Regions from separate parts of the Mus musculus genome. Here region 1 is linked to region 2. Evidence: chromatin contacts called from public Hi-C data. All regions are on one chromosome and are shown on one strand. The core of a region is the stretch at or near the end of the contact, and the rest is flanking DNA. Distances in the headings are between cores, read along the strand shown. Region 1 overlaps Fam163a (family with sequence similarity 163, member A). Region 2 overlaps Fam163a (family with sequence similarity 163, member A).

The links. A called contact is a pair of places that touch in the nucleus more often than the background predicts.
Region 1: a Hi-C map of the N1E-115 cell line shows a contact between it and region 2, with 3 times the contacts expected there. The contact joins two enhancer-like sites. A contact is called at or near these places in 2 of 15 datasets of contacts at CTCF or cohesin (the NIH/3T3 cell line and stem cell-derived epiblast-like cells), 20 of 484 Hi-C or Micro-C datasets (CD8 T cells, the G1E-ER4 cell line, the HL-1 cell line and 13 more), 12 of 115 datasets of contacts at active chromatin or transcription factors (CD8 T cells, T-cell acute lymphoblastic leukemia, astrocytes and 6 more) and 1 of 9 other capture datasets (embryonic trunk).

The regions. Positions count from the first base shown.
Region 1 is chr1:156,178,804-156,184,974 of GRCm38.p6, forward strand. All of the region lies in intron 1 of Fam163a (family with sequence similarity 163, member A), which reads right to left. Among named protein-coding and RNA genes, the nearest start is that of Fam163a, 23 kb to the right of the region's middle. Within about 2 kb of position 4,713, at least 39 of the 459 cell types and tissues checked have an H3K27ac peak or open chromatin away from gene starts, as enhancers often do. A contact at or near this core is called in the N1E-115 cell line, where this site is marked.
Region 2 is chr1:156,106,614-156,112,697 of GRCm38.p6, forward strand. All of the region lies in intron 1 of Fam163a (family with sequence similarity 163, member A), which reads right to left. Among named protein-coding and RNA genes, the nearest start is that of Tor1aip1, 73 kb to the left of the region's middle. Within about 2 kb of position 2,243, at least 21 of the 459 cell types and tissues checked have an H3K27ac peak or open chromatin away from gene starts, as enhancers often do. A contact at or near this core is called in the N1E-115 cell line, where this site is marked.

The DNA of each region.
Region 1 (6,171 bases), core at 3,463-5,962, 75 kb after region 2:
GGCTGTTTCCATTTCCTGGTTACATGGATAGAGGCACAATGAACGAGGGAGAAAAAGTTATCTCTGTAGCGGGATACAGAGTCCTTTGGGGATATACCCAGGAGTGATATGGCTGGATCATAAGGTTGATCTATTTCTAGCTTTTTGGGGAATCTCTACACTGATTTCCACAGTGGCTGCACTGGCTCATACTCCCACTAACAGTGAATAAGTGTTCCTCTTTCCCGACATCCACGCCAGTATTTACTACTAGTTTGTTTTTAAATCTTAGCTGTTCTAATTGGAATAAGATGAAATCTCACTGTAGTTTCAATGTGCACTTCCCTGGTAGCTAAGGATACTGGACTCTGTGATTTTTATGTGCAGCATAGATGTGCAAGGAGCCCACAGAGGCCAGGAGAGAGGGAGTTGGGTCCTCTGGACCAGCAACTACAGGCATCTGTGGCTGTGATGTGTGTGCTGGGAACCAAACCTGGGTCCTCAGCAAGGGCAGTGAGTGCTCCTAGCTGCTGAGCCATCTCTCCAGTCTCCTTTTTAAATTAGTGTTTTTCAAAATTGACTTAAAAGCTATCATACAAGACAATGGGTCTAATGGCCTCCTTGTGCATACATACATCATTGTACTTTTCTTTTATACATCTCTGCCTACTACTCCCCTTCATTTCTCCTCTGCCAGTTTTCCTGATGCTCTTTCTCTACCCAAAGTCTTTCTCCCTTGGCTTTCACTGGGCCTTTTTAGCTGTAAGAATTAGAGGGACGTCATAAAGTTCCAGGGTGCTATGACTTCTGTCTGAGTTGGGAGGGCATTGGGGTACGCTTACTCTCCTTTTGGGGAGCCACTTAGGAAAAGGAGATTGGTGGAGGCTGGAAGCTGTTTAGCTTTTGTTTATCAGAAAGGAAATGACTGTTTCCTACAAGGCTATAGGAATTGGGTGCTGGGGACTGCATAGGCTATCAAAAGTCAGAGTAGGTGTGTGTGTGTGTGTGTTGGAGTGCCACCAATAAGAGAAAGAAAAAAATGTAGAAGACTTTGTCAAGGGCTGGGTCATCCTTGGGGAGCATTCTGGGAAGAAAGGAGAAGACTTCCTGTTTGCCAAGAGCAGTGACGCGCAGGCGATGCGGAGCGACAGATACAAATGTGTAGCACACTCCAGCAGGCAGCCGTGCAGGAGATTAAAAGCTCGCTTGTGCTCAGAGCTGGCAGAGCGGGCTGGGGGCTGGGAAAGGATGAGTCCCTGAATCCCTAGCTGCGGCCAGAGCCTGCTGAGTGTTTTCAGGCTTATTAACAGGAGGCCACTTTCCAAGAGACTACAAGCTTGGCTCAGGGAACCCAGGCATCAGTGGGCAGAACGGAACTCCAGCTTGCCCAGCCTTCCTCCAGAACATCTCCTGGGAACATTTCCCTGGAGTCTGTGCATGGCAGAGCTCAGTTTCTCTGCCCTCCGTGGTATTATGACATGTGTGTTAGACAGAGCTGTCGGATACAGACTGGCAGAGGGATAGCAAGAGGGGCTTCCTATCGAGACTTTGAAACCAGAGGGAAGCTGGTCTCCTTGTGTGAAGGCCTGCTGTTCATGTTTACTGGGACACAGATGGGCTAAGAGAGCTTAGGTGGTCCACCTACTATGACCACATACAAAACTGATTAGCTTCTGAGGCCTGAGGTAGCATTCATTCTACCCTGTGAGGCCACTGTCTGGAAAGTAGTATTAGAGGGGATAGAGCCCTAGCTTTGGGTACTTCTGTGTCTCCTTGAACCATTCTGACAATCACCACGTGCATACATCCTGGCCATCAGTGGGTACCACACCTTTGTCTATCATTTAATCATGACACAGGAGAGCAAGAAAGGTGTGTTTTGTGGTTGTTTTGTTGTTGCTGTTGTTATTGTTGTATTCCAAGACAGAGTTTCTCTATATAGCCCTTGCTGCCCTGGAACTAGTTCTGTACACCAGCTGGCCTTGAACTAACAGAATCTGCTTTCTTCTGCTTCCCGTGTGCTGGAAACAAGGGTGTGTGCTACCTTAAAGGGTGTGATTGTAGACTTAGTCCTGAATGAGTTAGAATACAGAAAATGTGCACCCTCCCCCCGCCAAGTTCCTTAACCACTGTCATTAGCTGCCTGTCATGGGCCTCCCACACTGGCCTGGAGTGTTGTGTCTGCAGGCTTCCCTGTTCTCTGAGGTCCTCTCTTCAGACTTTACAGCTAACAAACACATCTTGCAACACTGTGGCCCACCTGTGCTTCAGGAGTCATACCTATGCCTCAAGGTCAGAGAGATGACTTGGTGAATAACAGGCTGTGAGTTCAAACCCTGGAACGGACATAAAAAAACAAATGCAGTGGCATGCACTTGTAATCTCAGTACTACAATGGTGAGATGGGAAACAGGCTCAGGGGAGCTGGCCAGAGACTTAAGGGCTCCCAGCCAGTTGTGTGAATCAAAGTTCTCTTGAGTTTAGGATGATTTCATTGGTTCAGTTTCTATAGCCCAAGAATGATTATGGCTTCCCAGATTAAATTCAAAGAGTTCACCCAGTGTGGTGTGTGTGTGTGTGTGTGTGTGTGTGTGTGTGTGTGTGTGTGTGTGTGTGTGAGATGTGTGTGTGTGTGTGTGATGTGTGCGTATGCAATGCCTTAGGAATGATTTTCAAAAGCAGTTCTTCAATCCAAATTGGATGCTCCTGGCAAAGATGGGCCAGGAAAAAAGTGACAGGGAGACAAGGGGAGGAATTTATATTCTTCTATACACACAGGGCAGTATCTCTCCTGGACCAAGGGAAGATGGGCATCTTGAAGTTCAAGTTCAAAACTTTGGATCTCCCTGTTATCATTTGTTTGTTTTGGTAAGGAGGGCGTAGCTCTGACCTCCGTTTCCTACTCTGTAAAGCAGGATTTACTACAGCCCAGCATCAGAGACCACTCACCTCCTCTCCAACTACATACGCTTCTCTAAGGGATTCTCTGCCCTCTTCAGAGCTGTGATTACAGGGTTGTTAGAACAGAAGGGGCATAGAGGCAGAGTGTCGTCCTTCCCACCCCCTGAAACCCCTGCTTTCTAGAAAATGGAACCAGTCAGCATAGGGCCCCTAAGCTTCATTTCAATGACACTGCTGTGTAGCTGTAAAGTTCATTTGTGTTCTAGTCCCTCTTTCTGGGACACTATTGTAGACTAACCAGAATATGCACCATAAAATACGCCTTTTTTTTGGCACAAGGAATGTTTTGATCTGATTATTCTGAGACATAACAGACACAAGAGAAGCTGTGAGAACACAGTATGAATGATTCTTCTGAGGAAAATGTTCATTTCTTAAATAGGAAAATGCTCATTTGTAAGTGTGTCTTCCTTGTGTACGTGGAGAAGCCCAAATACATCTCAGTTAAGTCTTATTAGCGCAAGCACCGAGGGTGCAGCTCATCGATAGAGCACTTGCTTAGCATGCATAAAGCCTTGGACTTAGTCCCCAGTATTGCCAAAAAGAACAACAAACAAACAAACAAACAAACAAACACAACTGAGAAAGTGTCCGTTTAAATTCACTTAATAAGGGTTGTGAGCTGGGGAGACAGCTTGGTGGCAAGAATACTTGATGTACGAGCGTGAGGACCTAGGTTTAAATTCTTGCACCCACGTAAAAGGTTGGTTGTGGCCACATGCACACCTGTAAACACAGTGCTGGTGTGGGTGGGCAGGTAGGATAATGACTAGGTCGCCCTGACTGCCAGCCTTGCTTCTTCTGGTTCAGCGAGAAAGCCAGAGAATGATCAGAGAATGATCGAGAAGGACACCCAGAATCCTTCTTAGTCTTTTACACATGCCCATACATGTACACACTTGTGGGTACAACACACATGCATGCTTTATGCCAGTGCTTTCTCCAAAAGTGCTTCCCCTACACACGTCTCAGTCTTCAGCTGAGGATGACATGGGAACCTGAAACCTAAACCCCTGGCTGCCTTTGGTTCCTCTCATGTATCATGTATCATGTATCATGTATCATGTATCATGTATCATGTATGTATCATGTATCATGTATGTATCATGTATCATGTATGTATCAGGCCTAGGTGTAAATGCACTTGTTTTCTTTGCTCAGCTGTTTTGTCCTAGTGGTCCCGGCTAAGAGCTACAGAGACTACAGGGAACATTGTGTTTCCTCCCCTACGCTCCGAACTCCTGGATGATAAATACCTTGAAGTATTTCTGTTGTGTCCCCCACAGTGGTCTGGGGTCCAATGGCTTCCCTCCTGTTCTGAGCTGGGGAGAGGTGTATATGAGCCTTTACTGTGCACAGCCAAGAAGATGCCCAAGGAAAGAGGGGGCGAACAAAGCTTCTCTCCATTTCTGCTTGCTGACCCAATAACCAGTGTTGAGCGTTCCTAGAGCTGACAGCACACACATGGAGAAAAACAGCTCTTCATCTGAGCCGGGGGAAGCCTGTCAGCTTGATCCATCACAGGCAAAGGGAGAGAAAGCATTTCTCTCACAAGTGGTAGGGGCAGCATCTATGTTTGGGGCTCCTTTTCTCTTTGTCCTCAGACCATAAGTGATTCAGATAAACTGAGAGGACCCAGCAGGGCCAAGTGGTTGATTAGCAAACAGCAGACATCAAGTTCAGTGCCTGGGAACTCAACCAGGCCAGCACCTCTTTCCCCCTAAACTGCACCAGGACTGATTGACCCACATACCCAGCAGAATCCAGCTCTCTGAGCCCCAGCAAAGTGACTCTCCTGATGTTTACTCTATTGCAGGCATGCTCTTGTAAATATGGGCCGGGAAACAGAACTGCAGAGCGTTTGCTGCATTCATTCGTAACATCTATTTCTGAGATGGGCTCCTAACAGGATTATTTCTCCCTGCCTTGATCTGATTACATGACCTTTTAGAATTTTCTTTCTTTTGTTCATTCATTCATCCATCCATTGAACTGAGAGCATCTGGCATCTACTTCCTGCCGGGAACCTTCTAAGCCAAAATCAATAGAATGTTTTTCCCAAGCTTTAAAATTCCCTGCTTGTAACAGCAGCCTATTAAAAAGGGAAGCAGAGGGGTGGAATTTGGAATTAGCCAAACTAAAATTTAACTTCTGCTGTTAGCTAATTATTCACTCTCTCCAAATCCCAGTTCCAGCAGCTTTAAAATGGGAAGACCTCATCACAGAATTGTTATGACTTAAAAGGGGAAGTGTATATATGGAACACTTTGTATATTATGCCTAATATTTGCACACACACGGACACACAGACACACAGAAACACACACACAGAAAGAGAGAGAGAGAGAGAGAGAGAGAGAGCGAGCGAGAGCCAAATCCCTCAACATTCTCATCTCTTACTACCTTACAGTAGCCCTGGCCGACTGTCATTCAAGTTCACGTCCCTTCCTAGGACAGTGTTCTTGTGATTTCCATCTTCTATGAGAATGAGATCTGTGTCAAGGTCAGCTACAGTGCTTGTGGGAGAACGGATCCGTGCAGTCCAGTTAATAAATAAACACGCAGACATCAAGGCTACCGGCTGTCAGAGTAACGAGACTTTATGTTTTCCTGGCTCCTGTCATCTTCAGGACTGGAAGCACTTAATGAATTAGTCTCGCTTGCAGTCCTCCTGGGCAGAAATACTGCTGTGTCAACAACGTGCAGTCACAGGAACCAGCCAGAGGTCAAGTGCTTCTCCGCACTGTGCCAAGCCGCTTTGATGGGGAGGTGGGGGGTTGATCATAATATACCAACTGTGTGTTTGATAATTTAAATGATACAAGTCAAAAGATTAGGTCTGAAATCCCTTAGCAATCTGCCCACTGTAGATAAGTGTGGCTGCTATTTTAATCCTGTCCACCCAGATGTACCACACCTACTCAAATGCAGACTATACTATGTACCTGATGTTTTAAAATTTAACAACATATCATGTTAACTCAGTTTCTACATCACTTTAAGTGGTGGCTAGCTTACTATAGAAACCTTCTATTATTAAGCATTTCAGCGGATACTTGCATGGTTTAGATTTGGCTTAGGTATGTCCCTAAAGAATTCAAGTATTAGAATTTTGACCCCAAGGGTGGGAATGTCAGAAGCTTTAACGAGTTGGGGGTAGCAGGAAGTAATTTGGTCACTGAGGTATCTGCCCTTAAAAGAAATTGAAGGGTAGGCATGATGGTGCATACT
Region 2 (6,084 bases), core at 993-3,492:
TTTAGGGGCTGGGAGACTACAGTTGGGTTTGCTGCTACTCCTTCCACGGCCACTTAATGCCTTTGAAATAATCTCATTTCAAACATCAATAATTCAGATTTGTATGTCAAAGGATGCCGAGGTTAACCTAACGGACATTGTCAGATTCATCCTCTCACAGTGGCTGTAACTGGAAGGTCTTGTACTCTCTTCCTGCAGCAGGCCTGACGTTGCCACAGTACCCTTGAGAGTGGACCTTGGCTCCTGGGTCCTGACACACATATGTGTGAGTGTGTGGGGGAGAGATTTGGGGTAAGAAATGCCAGGGCCCACAGAGGCACCAGGTCCTACTGGAAATAAATGCTCAAGAACTGGGGCTTGAAGGGTGGATTTAATTCCTGGTTCTGTGTGTAACCTTGGGGTAGTTTCTCTTTTATTTATTTATGTTTTGTTTTGTTTTTTGAGACAGAGTTTCTATGTATAGCCCTGGCTGTCTTGGAACTCACTCTGTAGACCAGGCTGGCCTTGAACTCAGAAATTCGCCTGCCTCTGCTTGCCTCTGCCTCCCAAGTGTTGAGATTAAAGGTGTGTGCCACCATTGCCCGGCTTTTGTGCAGTTTTTAGGTTTGGAAACACCTGAACAAAATGATGTGTGTGTGATATATACATGTCTGTGTGTATACATATGTGTGTGAATTGATATTGTTTTCTATTGCTCCCATTTAAAAAAAAATCATTTTGTGTATACATGTGAGTGCACAGGTATCACAGCACACATGTGAAGGTCAGTAGACAACTTGTGGGAGTCCGTTTACTCTGAGTGGGTCCCAGAGATCAGATCAGGTCTTCTGTCCTGCCAGCAAGAGTCCTCACCCACTGAGCCATCTTACCAACCCTCTACATTAGTTTTTGAGTCAGGTCTCCTACTAGATGTAGAAGTCAACTTTTTGGCAAGGCTAGCTGGAACAGTATGCCTCAGGGATTTCCCCCACCTCCTCAAATGTCCACACTAGCATAGGTCCACACTAGCTCACTTTTTTATGTGGTTTCTGGGGAGCTGAGCTCAGATTCAAGTCAGTAGGCAAACAGGCTACTGACGTCAGCCATCTTCCCAGCCCTGACTTTTTAGATTAATACAATAAATTGGTTGAGATTTAGAAATGTATATTAATAGTTTTTGGCAAGGGCCTGGGGAAATGGCCATAAGCGCACTGCTGTAGGAGGGTAAACCTCTCTGGAAGGCAATTTGGCAACATGAACCGGTTTGAGAGATCAAGGGCTTGGCAATTTCATTTTAAGCATTTATCATAAATGATCATGACTACAGGAAAACGTCAAGTCCAGTAATATTCCCCGCAGCCCTCTATTCGAGGGCAAAATCGGAAGTTATCTAATGCCTAGCAGCAGGAGGAGGTAACTGTATCACCGTCCATGTGGAATAGTACAGCAAAGCATCAATATGGGTACCACTGCCGCCGAGCCAGCAGGTTACAAAACAGTGCTAACCGCTACATGACAGCTTGAAGTGTGTTCCCGAAGAAAAGCAAGTGTGTACTCACATAGCTGGAGTATGCCCTAAAGTGTTAACTTTTCCCTCCTTTCTGTTTTATTCATTAGAAAGAGTCTTGCCAAGTAGCCCCAGCTGGCCTCAGACTGGTGATCCTCCTGCCTCAGCCTCCTGAGTGTGAGGTTACAAGTATTTACAACCCCACCCCACCCTACATACTTTTGTTTTTGAAGGGTGGGATTCTAAATGATCATTTCCTTGTGGTAATTGTCAGCGTTTTCTAAGTCTTGCACTGTGAAGAAAATGTTTTGGAGTCAGGGCTGGGCAGCTCAAGACGATGTAGCCAGAAAGCTAAGAATTGCCCGGGCCGTGTGAAAGGGTCCACGGTAAAATGGAAAGCCAGGGAGCGCCTCTTTGATCCTGGCCAGAATGTTCTTTCAGTTTATCAAAGGAAGCCTGGGCTGGAGGATGTGGGCGGAGGAGGCACCTCAGCACAGGCTTCCACTCCGGTTTAGAAATGCCTGTATTTATAGCCTGCGCAGTGACCTTTCTAGTTGATTGCAATTTATGGTTTCCTAATTGGTTTTCTAGAAACAAGCAGTTGGTAACTTGTGTACCAGCAGGGTGCGGGTAGGGGAATTTGGAGTGGGGGTAGGGGTGGGGAGGGGGGGAGGGGGGCTTGAACCATTCCCTCTGCGCAGTTTTCCTGACATACTGGATTACGGCACCTTTAATTGATCTGTGAGTCACAGCAAGATGATGGTGGAGAAGCTGGGCTTAAAATGAGTAATCTCTTTCTGGTCTATATTTATATGTCCTCCCACCGTGGCGTGGCGTGGACAATTTCTAAGGCTGGGCAGCTTTTCTTTGACATGTGGGACCACCTGCCTGGTAGCCAGGAAACAGAAGAGCCCAGTGTGCTTGACAGAATTGAAGGGATAAGACGGGGAGTATAAAAGCCACTTCTTAAGTCGGTGCGCTAAAATAATCACAAGAAGAAAGGGCCTGGAAGGAAAGGAAGACCCAAGCCTGCAGCTCCCAGCCTGCAGCTCACTGGGATGTGTCATTGTGTCATCTAGCTGTGGGCTAGCTTCTTCATGACATCCCTTTGGCTGGCTTGTAAAAACAATCTAGTCGATGTTTCTTTATTTCTCCTTCTGGTTTTGTGTGTTCTTCAGAAGCTAAATGTTTTTTTCTTTTTAAGATTTCTTTATTATTATATCTAAGTACACTGTAGCTGTCTTCAGACATCCCAGAAGAGGGCATCAGATCTCATTATGGATGTTTGTGAGCCACCTTGTGGTTTCTGGGATTGGAACTCAGGACCTTCGGAAGAGCAGTTAGTGCTCTTAACCACTGAGCCATCTCTCCAGCCCATAAGGTCCAATTGTTTTTTTTTTTTTTTTCTTCGAGACAGGGTTTCTCTGTATAGCTCTGGCTGTCCTGGAACTCACTTTGCAGACCAGGCTAGCCTCGAACTCAGAAATCTGCCTGCCTCTGCCTCCCGAGTGCTGGGATTAAAGGCGTGCGCCACCACGCCCGGCCCTTCTTTTTCTTTTTGAGGTTATAACTACATTTCTCCTTTCCCTTTTCTTCCTCCAAGCTTTTCCACATACCCCTCCCTGCTCACCTTCAAACCCATAACCACATGTATATGTGTATATGTATGCACATTAATATCCTTGGACATCATCTGCTCAGCCTGTATAACGTTACTTATATGTATGTTTTCAGGGCTGATCATTTGGCACTGGACAGCCAATTGGTGTGCTCTCCTTGGACTAGGCCACTTCTGTCCCCAGCTTCCCTCAGTTGCCTGTGTAGGGTTAAGTTCCATGGGCTTTCCCCATCTGCCTTGGCATGTCCATTGGTGCTATGTTCAGCACACATTGGGAAGTCATGTGGTGAGATTTTTATGGGTATAGCTTCTAATATCATAAGGAAACAACCTTACAGCAAATTCCCTATCATCAGACTCCTACAAATAACACCCCATGCCCTTCCAAACTTCCCTGAGCCTTAGCGGATATATCCACTGGGACTGAGTTCCACAGCTCTGCGTTTTGATTGGCTGTGTTTCTGTAGTAGTCTCCAACTGTTGCAAAGGGAGTTTTCCTTGATGAGGGATGGATGACACGGTAGCTGTCTTCAGACACACCAGAAGAGGGCGTCAGATCTCATTATGGGTGGTTGTGAGCCACCATGTGGTTGTTGGAATTTGAACTCAGGACCTTTGGAAGAGCAGTCAATGCTCTTAACCACTGAGCCATCTCACCAGCCCCTCCCCCCTTTTTTCCTAGACAAACAATAAAAATTTCCTTCTACTATTTCAACAGGATGTTGAGAGGTATAGGAAAGACAATTATAAATGTTTGGATCTATTTTGAATCAAAGTCAATTCTCATTCTCCTCTCTCTGTCTCTTTCTCTGTCTCTGTCTCTCTGTCTCTCTCTCTCTGTACTAGGGATTGTGCCCCGGGCCTCTCTGGTTAGGCAGACACTCCACCACTGAGCTACATCCCTAGCAATTCTATTTATTTATTTAATCTTAGTGGTGTGTGTGTGTGTGTGTGTGTGTGTGTATGTTTTGAGTGCCCATGCACGTATGCCACAGTGTATGTGCATATCTGGCTTGCAGAACACCTACCTTGTTTGAGGGCAAGGTCTCTTTGATATTCATCACTGTGTACATAAGACTTCTAGACATTCCTGTCTCCACCTTCACATCTCGCTGTTGAAACCCTGGGATTACAGACACAAACTACTGTGCCCCGACTTTACATGGGTTCTTGGAAGACTCAGGTCTTCATGCTTTTGTGGTTAAGTGCTTTAGCCACTGAGCCATCTCTCCAGATTCCTTGTAACACTCTTTCTCTGTCTCTCTCTGTCTCTCTGTCTCTGACTCTTTGACTCTCTGCCTCTGTGTGTGTAAGTGTGTATCTTTCTTTTTATGCCCTGGCTGTTTTGGAATTTGCTTTGTAGAACAGGCTGCCCTTGAACTCACAGAGATCCGCCTGCCTCTGCCTTCTGACGGCCTGCCTCTGCCTTCCGAATGCTAGGAATATAGGCGTTGGTCACCAAGTCTGGCTTTTTTAATGAGTTGGTTTCAGGCAGCTAGGAACGCAAATCTCCAGGAATGCCCAAGTCTGTATGGAAGCTGAAAACAATCATTATGAACATGGTGAGACAGCGACACGTAGGGGTGGGAGGCTGGATTGCAACTTTGACATTGCCTCTGAAGGGTAAGGTGGCTTGAAGAGTTCCTAAACTTTCCTAGGGAATGAAGGGCTTTCTCTCCCGCTAAATGAAGATGCAGACTCAGAATCTTCAAGGTCTGCTCTCTGCCTTTCTTTATTTTTCAAGCCAGAAGGCTGCCCATTGGGGCGACCTAGAACTGTAGGATCTGGAAAAAGGGCGCAACAGCAAATGCCAGATGGCGGGGAAGGAAGAAGGGTACCCAAAACTGTCCAGAAGTTGGGACACGGACTTTGAGGATCCAGATGCCTACAATGTCCACCAATTTTACCTTTCAAGTACCAAAAGATGTCTGCTTCACCTGGCCTGCCTAGTGACCCAGACCATACTGCCAGGCCTTACCGAGTACTTCCTGACCAACCCCTTCTGGGCTCCCTTCCCCCTATCCTGTTGCTATCCCAGGTTCCCTCCCATTAGTGCCCTTCTCATCCCTTCTACATCCACTAATTCAATGAGTCCCGGGTCTGTTGAATTAAGCCAAATGCTGTCCCTGCCAGAATCCTCTAACAGCTCTAATTGGAAAAACAGCCCCAGCCTCTGCCCATCAAAGCTGATTATATCCGTGAGCAGAGGGGCCTGGTCCTTGTCCGGGATGCGCGTTTCACCCTGCCCTGAGCTCATTCCGTGTTCCCTGGGGCAGCGCAGGAGTCAGCTCGGGAGAGGTGCTGTCCCTACTTGAAGGAGCAGCAGCTGGCTCTCGGCTTCTCTGACGGCATAAACAAACAGATTTGTGCGCATCACAGGCGACTGGAAACAACTCATGCTCAAGGCAAGAAGTCATTTTTCTCTTCCCTGCACTCACTTTCCCCTTCCACGAATCCCAGAGGAATCTACTAAGCTGGAGGTATGGATTCACTCCAAGAAAAGGTATTCTTGCCTCAGGGACCATCCCGAGATCCCACAGTCCAAGCACACTCCAGTTCCCAGGAGCCTGCTCATTTGAGGCTGCTCATTTGAATCCCGTTGCGGGGCGGAGGGGTTAGAGCGGTCAACCAATCAAGAGCATGTACCATTGGCTATGCTGAAACTAGCTTGAAGAGTGGCAGGTTCCAGCCCTCACCCTTTATTCTGAACATTTCCTTCACCATCATATCCATGAAGCAGGCATCCCATTTCCCCTTTGCACACAACTGTAACACTAATCTTCCTTGCATCTCTGTTAAACCATCGGTTGGAAGAGCCATCCTGAGTATATGCATGGCTTTCTACTTTGGTTGCCAAAAGTCTTGCGTGATACACACAGGATGCCGTTTCTTCTGAGATCTCCAAGCATCAAAACTTATAACAGCTTCTTGGGTTTTTTTTTGACACACTTGAGGACTAAGAAGTGCCCTCTGTCTTCTC